Regions from separate parts of the Cyprinus carpio genome. Here region 1 is linked to region 2. A link is a contact called in public Hi-C data. All regions are on one chromosome and are shown on one strand. The core of a region is the stretch at or near the end of the contact, and the rest is flanking DNA. Distances in the headings are between cores, read along the strand shown.

Region 1 (3,425 bases), core at 118-2,617, 68 kb before region 2:
CTGGGCTTCCTTCTGTGTAAACACCAGTGGAGGAGGAGGTGTACTGAAGGAGCTTTTGTATTCAACTGGCACACTTTTGTATGAGCAGGTTCAAGTAAGCAAGGTCAGAGGCCATATAGAATGACCGACTAAAAGCTTGACTTGCTATAAAAACATTTTACAGCTTTATGGCTAATGTACCATCAACACAATAAAAACCAATACAAAAAGAACAGTGTTTATATGTGTCTTAGTATTTATCCAGCATGATAATCTGAGATGATTTTCAATAAAAATGAATGTCAGTAGTCTTAAATACAAGCTGTGATGTCGTCATCTCAGATACATTACCATTAATATGTCACTTAAAAAATAAAATTTTGTCATCATTTACCATGCAAACAAATATATCTTTCTTTCTTCTGTAGAACACAATAGGAAATATTTTGAAGAATGATCACTCTGTTTTTATTTACATAATAAAAGCAAGCAAGCATGAATAAATAATTTGAATTTATTATTTTTTTTTATTATTATTAATTAATTAAAAACCACACACACACTAGAAGTTCAATAAAAGTGATATGATTTATGATTTCAGCCTTTGAACTATAAAAGTAAATTTTTTCGGAACAATTTGAGGTAATTTAATATTTTTTTTTTAATTAATAAAAGTCTGATTTATTATTATTAATATGTTTATTGACTCAAAATTGAAATTTGAGTAAATTCTGAAGTAATTCCTTTAAATTTAATTCAATGAGTAAAAAAGGAATCCAGATTAACACTAGCAAGACTTAATGGTGACTACAGCTTTGTAGAAATGCGCCAGAGAAACAAGCATTTACATGCCTGCTCATTTAATCTAATACTGCATCCGCTGGAATCACTCCTCTGGGGTATAATGAGAGAGACACAGTGAGAAAAGAGATAAAGACAGATAAGCACATAGACAGACACTGAAAGGAAGAGTAAAGGCGATGAGAAATGCAGATGACAAATTCCCTGTACTGTAAACTTGGCACCTGCTGTTGTGTAATAAAGCCCATGCATTTAGCTTAATTCTTTTCCCAGATGAACTATAGGAAGTATATTGGATTTGAGGGGATCGGTTTTCAGCTCAAATATTTGCAACGTGATAAATGTCGGCATTAGCCAGAATTAAAAGGAAGGAGAAGTCAAGTGATACACTGCTATCTTGAGGCACTGAGGCAGGAATAACAGCAAAGTGATGCCGGCATCTTAAACAATTCTCCTACACGCTACAGAGAGCACTCGGCTGTGGTGATGGATTTGTGGATTGCTATGAGAAGTCCTTCTGCCTTTCACGGCCAAATAAAAGCCCAAATACACACTCCCAAGATGGCTAGCGCATACATCTCACATACAAAGCCTTGAGAGATAGAAACAGAGTTCAACAGCAGATGCCTTTTTGTTCATAGAGCCACAGTGACTGCCACGCCACAGAACCGAATCCAAACAAAACGCCGTTTAAGGATTTCATTTCAAGAGGAGTTGCTGTCAGTACACTGGCAGAGATCGAAGGGCCCTTTGTAGGTCACATGGTGACAAGGGACCTCCTTAGGGACTAATCTTCCGCTCGCTGCTTCACAACTATTTACCAGGCTGCCATGGAAACCGAGACTGATATCCGAGTGTTCGCATTTCGCTCAGATCCTGCCTTTCGCCCCTGTGACCAGGAGCAAGGTCAGGCCAAAAAGATAAACAGCAAACGGGGTCTCAAAGTTAAGCAACGCTCCTACTGACTGAAAGCAGATGCGAGTAAACGAATGCTCTTTTTAAGTCAGTGTAAAACAGAGGCAGACAGGATGCCAGTGCATGTTTCGAATGCTCGGCGTGTGAGTTCTCCTTTGATTCGCCAGACAAATGAACATGTTGAAGGGCTTGAAGAATATTTATTATTCACAGGGTGGAGACCCAGCATTCATTTAAGTACTAGGTTCTGATGAGATTTTAGCACACGTTGTCGGGCGTGCAAACTTAACGATGCCTCGCACCGCGTCAGGGCCCCGGGGTTAAGCATTTTTAAGTGGCACGTCTTCAAACACAACCAGCGTTTTTACAAATAAACCTGTAGTTGAGGTCAAGCTGAGGTATGCAAGTTGGAAAACAAAATAAATCAAGTCATATCACTATGCTGGGTCTGGCCACGCTCTTAAAGGGATAGTCCACCCAAAAATGTAAATTCTGTCATCATTTACTCCCACATGCTGTTCCAAACCTTTACAAATGTGTTTCTTCTGTTAAACACTAAATGAGATATTCTGAAGTATGTTGGTACAAACAGTTTCCATACAATGGAGGTCAATGGGAACCATTTTCTGAATTTTGGGAACAGAATTCAAATTTTTGGGTATACTATGCCTTTAAAAATAAAGGTTATGTCAGAGCTGATAGCCTCATGGGCATGTTTCGCCGTTGTGCTTCCGGCGTCCTGAGTTTGAGTCCTGGCTTGCAGACCTTTGCCGATCCTGCCCCCTTTCTCACTCCCACTTCACTTCCTGTCCTATCTAAATAAAGGCATAAAACTCCAAAAATAAATCTTAAATTTTTTTATTTTTAATTAAATACAAATAAAGGTTCAAAGAGGTTAAAAAAATCTGACAAATAAATATCACCACACCATAGTTAACTGATTACATTAAGACCTGAAATTAAACATTTTGGTTTTTTTAAATATTTAGTGTAAAAATGCAAATGTGACATTATCCGATTAAATATGCACTAATTTGCATACAGTTGAAGAACTAAAGTGTGAACATTGGATAAAGCCAGGTTCAAAATACTTGTTTCATTTTGTTGACATTAGAGTCAAAGGTTTTAACAGAAAGGATTGTTGATATCTCTTATTATCGTGAATCAGAAAATACTGTCAAACACCATAAAAAAAAATCATTTTATCCATGTTTTTAGGAATTAAATGTTAATTTTAATGTATAAAAGCAGGCAAATTATAATGTATATGAACAAACCCATTTGTAAAAACCTTTAGAATAAAACTGTAATGTTTAGTGTATATACTACTAAAGTGGAAATCTCTGAGATTTCAGTGCATGAGAAAAAGCTGATTTTGAGAAAATGGCCTTTAAATATGTGTATTATATCTAAAATACAGACACAAACAGAAAAAGTCCCATAAATACATAGATTAATAAATAAACAAACACTAAAAGTGTATTTTGCATGTTTTCTTTATGCTAGTATATGAAATAGCCCAAAATTTCGACATTGACCAGTGCATGAAAAAAGTTTTTGCCTGTAGTGTCTTGCCTTAAAACAATAATTTTTGTTATTGTGAAAAACATTTTTAATATCAGAAAAACCTTTTTCCACAATAAAGAATATTTTTTACAATGGGTAGGTTTCATGGAACTATAAAAGCCAATAAAGAACCTTTATTTTTAAGAGTGTGAACCAAATATCTG
Region 2 (3,394 bases), core at 13-2,512:
ATCCACAGGATGTGCTGTGTACCAACACATTCATGCGGTTCGTTTTAACAGCAGCCTGTGGATGAGCAGAACTTAATGCTCATGAATGCAAATGAACAGACACTCTGTAGGATTACTGTTGCAAAGCAAACAGCTGACATGGAGCATGCATCTAGGACAGGACTTTCAGCTGTTGTGTCCAGGCGTGCAGAGAAAAGACAGCTGAACTAGAGAATTACAATGAGAAAGCTTAATTTTCCCAGCTCAGCAAAGGAATAAAACAGAAACTAGAAATGAACCAACAGAAAAAAAAAAAAAAAAAAAAACTAATATATGCCTATTTATATACCTATTATAATACACTTTTTGCGTGTTTATAGAAAGCTCATGCCACACACACGCGCGCGCTCACTTCATAGTTTCCCAGTAGACTCTCTGTCTCCTTGGTTTAAGCGGGTGAAATCGTTTGGAGCAATGTGGCTCACTTCTTCTTGTTTTCCACCCAGAGATCACATTCAAACTTCACTCGGTGGCTGGTTTATTTAACACTGCATTTGTTGACAAGTCTCAGAGCAAAGTTCCTTGCGTGGAACTCTAGGTGCTGAACTCGAGAACATCAAATACAAACAATAACAACCAGAACAGTGTGTTACTTCATCGGCACCAAGAAAAACATCAAGCGTTCCAGTAGGACAGCGAGGGAACGACCCCCGAGGCATGCTCAGCGAGGGACGGTCTAGACCTCTTCCAGCACTGTTTACAGCTGCAGTGACTTCCATTCCTCAGTGACAGGAGCGTGCCCTCTTTCCTGTCTGTGCTGTCACAATGTTTCATCCGGCGTAAGTAGCACATGTCCCACACGTAACTAGACTCACCAGCCAGGAGCTCCCAGCGGCGTCTATATGCTCTTGTACGCCTGCTGACTCTTGACAAAACAGAAAGCCCTGATAGATTACAGCAAGAATGATCAATCACACACAAACCTTTTAATCCAGATCGTCCCGATTGGCTGCCTCCGCATGAGCTCCAGATTTTTAAATCCGACTGGTTAATCCCTCCATTTCTCTCAGATTCGGTATTTTAGCAGTGACCACAGTGGGCTTTAACATTCACTTGGCTTTTTTCTCTCCCTCCCTCCTTCTTTCTCTCTCTCTGTGCACTCTGTTCTGAGACCGCTCACTGAGCTCTGGAACTAAGGGAGCCTGATGAGGAAGGAAGAGACTCGGTGGGTCCTAGTGTCTCTGGTGTTAACTGAAAGAATGCCATTGTTTCATGTGTAACCCAGGGCTACACTCTACAGACGGCTGATAAGTCCTGCGCTGTGCCAGATCCACTGGGGTATTTGTAGATGGAGAAAGATCTAGAGCTGCTCTATATCCATTACCTGGATAAACAATATAATAGTTGTAAGATCATTTACAAACTGATCTGATAAAAAAACATTTTACACTGCAAAAAAAAAAAAAAAAAAAAAACTTGATGGTTTAAACTTTAAAGCTTTTTTTTTTTTTTTTTGCAAAAGGACACACCATATCAAATCTTGCTTTTATAGAAATCTAGCAAAACTGAATGAGGTTTTTATAATAAAACCTAAAACAAAATAGTGTTCCATCCAAATTAAGTTTTTTCCTTTATTTTTCTTACTCCAATGTCAATTAGATTTCTCTCTAAAAAAAGAACTAAAATTTTATTTTGTTTTTGTTCTTAAAGTAAATGTATCTTGTTGTAAGTAGCATGAGATGTTTTTACTGTAAATGATACTGACATCAGATTTTTTTTATCATTCATAGGTGATAAAAATTCTGATATATACAGAATTTTTATCATGTGCGCTGTTTGTAGTCTTGCTCAAGTTTGTTAGGCAGAATATTTACATTTATGTTTTTATGCATACAACTTGTGTGCTATATATAGTCTCCTGGAGAAATGCGATAGCTGGAAGTGGTTATTCTTCATTATAAGATCTACAATTTTATCTGCGGGTTTGACATCAATGACATCAAATGTGATTGTTTCTCACATATCATGTGATCAATTGCAATGCAGCGAGTTAAAAAAAAAGGCAACAAAAAATACTGTATAGTTTAAGAGCTATTGCATAGCTTTAGTAGACTTAAAAGAATGGTGCACATGTACATATTAACTGGTTTTATACTTCATGGTGTTTTTTTGGAGATTGACAGTAAAAATCTACTGACAGGTAAGGAATAGAGCAGCTTGGATATTCTGCCTAATATCTGTTACACATATTAAAAATAATAGTAATAATACAACATAAGGATGAGCAGATGAGAATATTTGTTTGCATTACTCCTTTAATATCTGACTATATACTTTTTTTGCAAATTCAGATAAATGGCTCAAGTAGACTAAAGTAGGTCATTGCAAAATTCCTCCATGACATCAGCAGCGTCGAAGCACACAAATCACTGCCATTAAAAAATGTCTTACAAAAGGTCAAAACCCCTACTTTTTATCTCCCTCTCTATCCTTAGAAAACAGATTGAAAACCACCACTAAAAGCCTCATTTTAGTTCTGTCCTTCAAGAACATACTAATATTTAAACCCCCAAATCCTTTGCTACCAATCTGAAGTGCTTGCTATTGAAAATGTGGCAGCAATGCTAAAACTATTATGTGCACGTACGCTACAGCCAAGGCTATAAATATAAGCAACACATGGAGCGGCAGACTGCAAAACAGGGGGAAATTTGGGCTGCTTATATCTGTCAAGAGCTGCACGAATCAGGCCGCCGGCCATATGATCAGCCTGGAGGCTGAGTCCACCTCCTCAGCAGGGAGCTTTGTAACTGCGCTTCTCGTTTCTTTTTCAAAAACAGATTGAGAGAGAGGGGGATTTTTAGTTAAATACCCTGCATGCTTATGTGAAAAATGCCTCATGAGGGTCATAAAGTGTCTCAACTGAAACTTGGCCCTTATCTAAATAACAGTTGACTAATGTGCTCACAATGTAAACTCAGTGGCTTACCGGAAATTTTGGGGACCCCCCATGAACCATGAGATGAGGCCCTAGACACAAGTGGATACATCATGTACTAGCATTTCTTCTCGGGGGTGAAACAGCATCTGATAGAGAAAGACAGTTATTTTGGCTATTTTTATTTATCTGTTTATATGTGGAAATATTTTTCTAGCTTTAATTTCAGCGAGTATGCAAATTCTAACCAGTAAGTGAAGATTTGACTGTCACGAGTGATCAAGCAATTCTAAAACAGAGCACAGTTAAAAAAATGTGTGTGCATTTGGTCCACTGTGCTCACAAATCAGTATAACAATTAAAAGCATGATACATTGTTTTCCACGATTGTGATTTCTTTGTAAACACATGTCAAATTTACACAGTATTAAAAAGGCAAGCAACACAATATATTACATGCTTTCAAGCAACCTGTAC

The links. Hi-C and Micro-C count contacts between places; a contact is called where the count stands out from the background.
Region 1: a Hi-C map of liver shows a contact between it and region 2, with 6 times the contacts expected there. The contact joins the enhancer-like site here to the promoter of LOC109108079 in region 2. A contact is called at or near these places in 3 of 8 Hi-C or Micro-C datasets (liver and skeletal muscle).

Annotation. Positions count from the first base shown.
Region 1 is chrA17:6,794,018-6,797,442 of ASM1834038v1, reverse strand. All of the region lies in intron 4 of LOC109108079 (forkhead box protein N3-like), which reads right to left. Among protein-coding and RNA genes, the nearest start is that of LOC109108081, 20 kb to the left of the region's middle. Within about 2 kb of position 1,367, at least 1 of the 8 cell types and tissues checked has an H3K27ac peak or open chromatin away from gene starts, as enhancers often do. A contact at or near this core is called in liver, where this site is marked.
Region 2 is chrA17:6,725,448-6,728,841 of ASM1834038v1, reverse strand. LOC109108079 (forkhead box protein N3-like) reads right to left here and starts at 1,262. Exons shown (of 6, transcript XM_019121249.2): 1 at 963-1,262.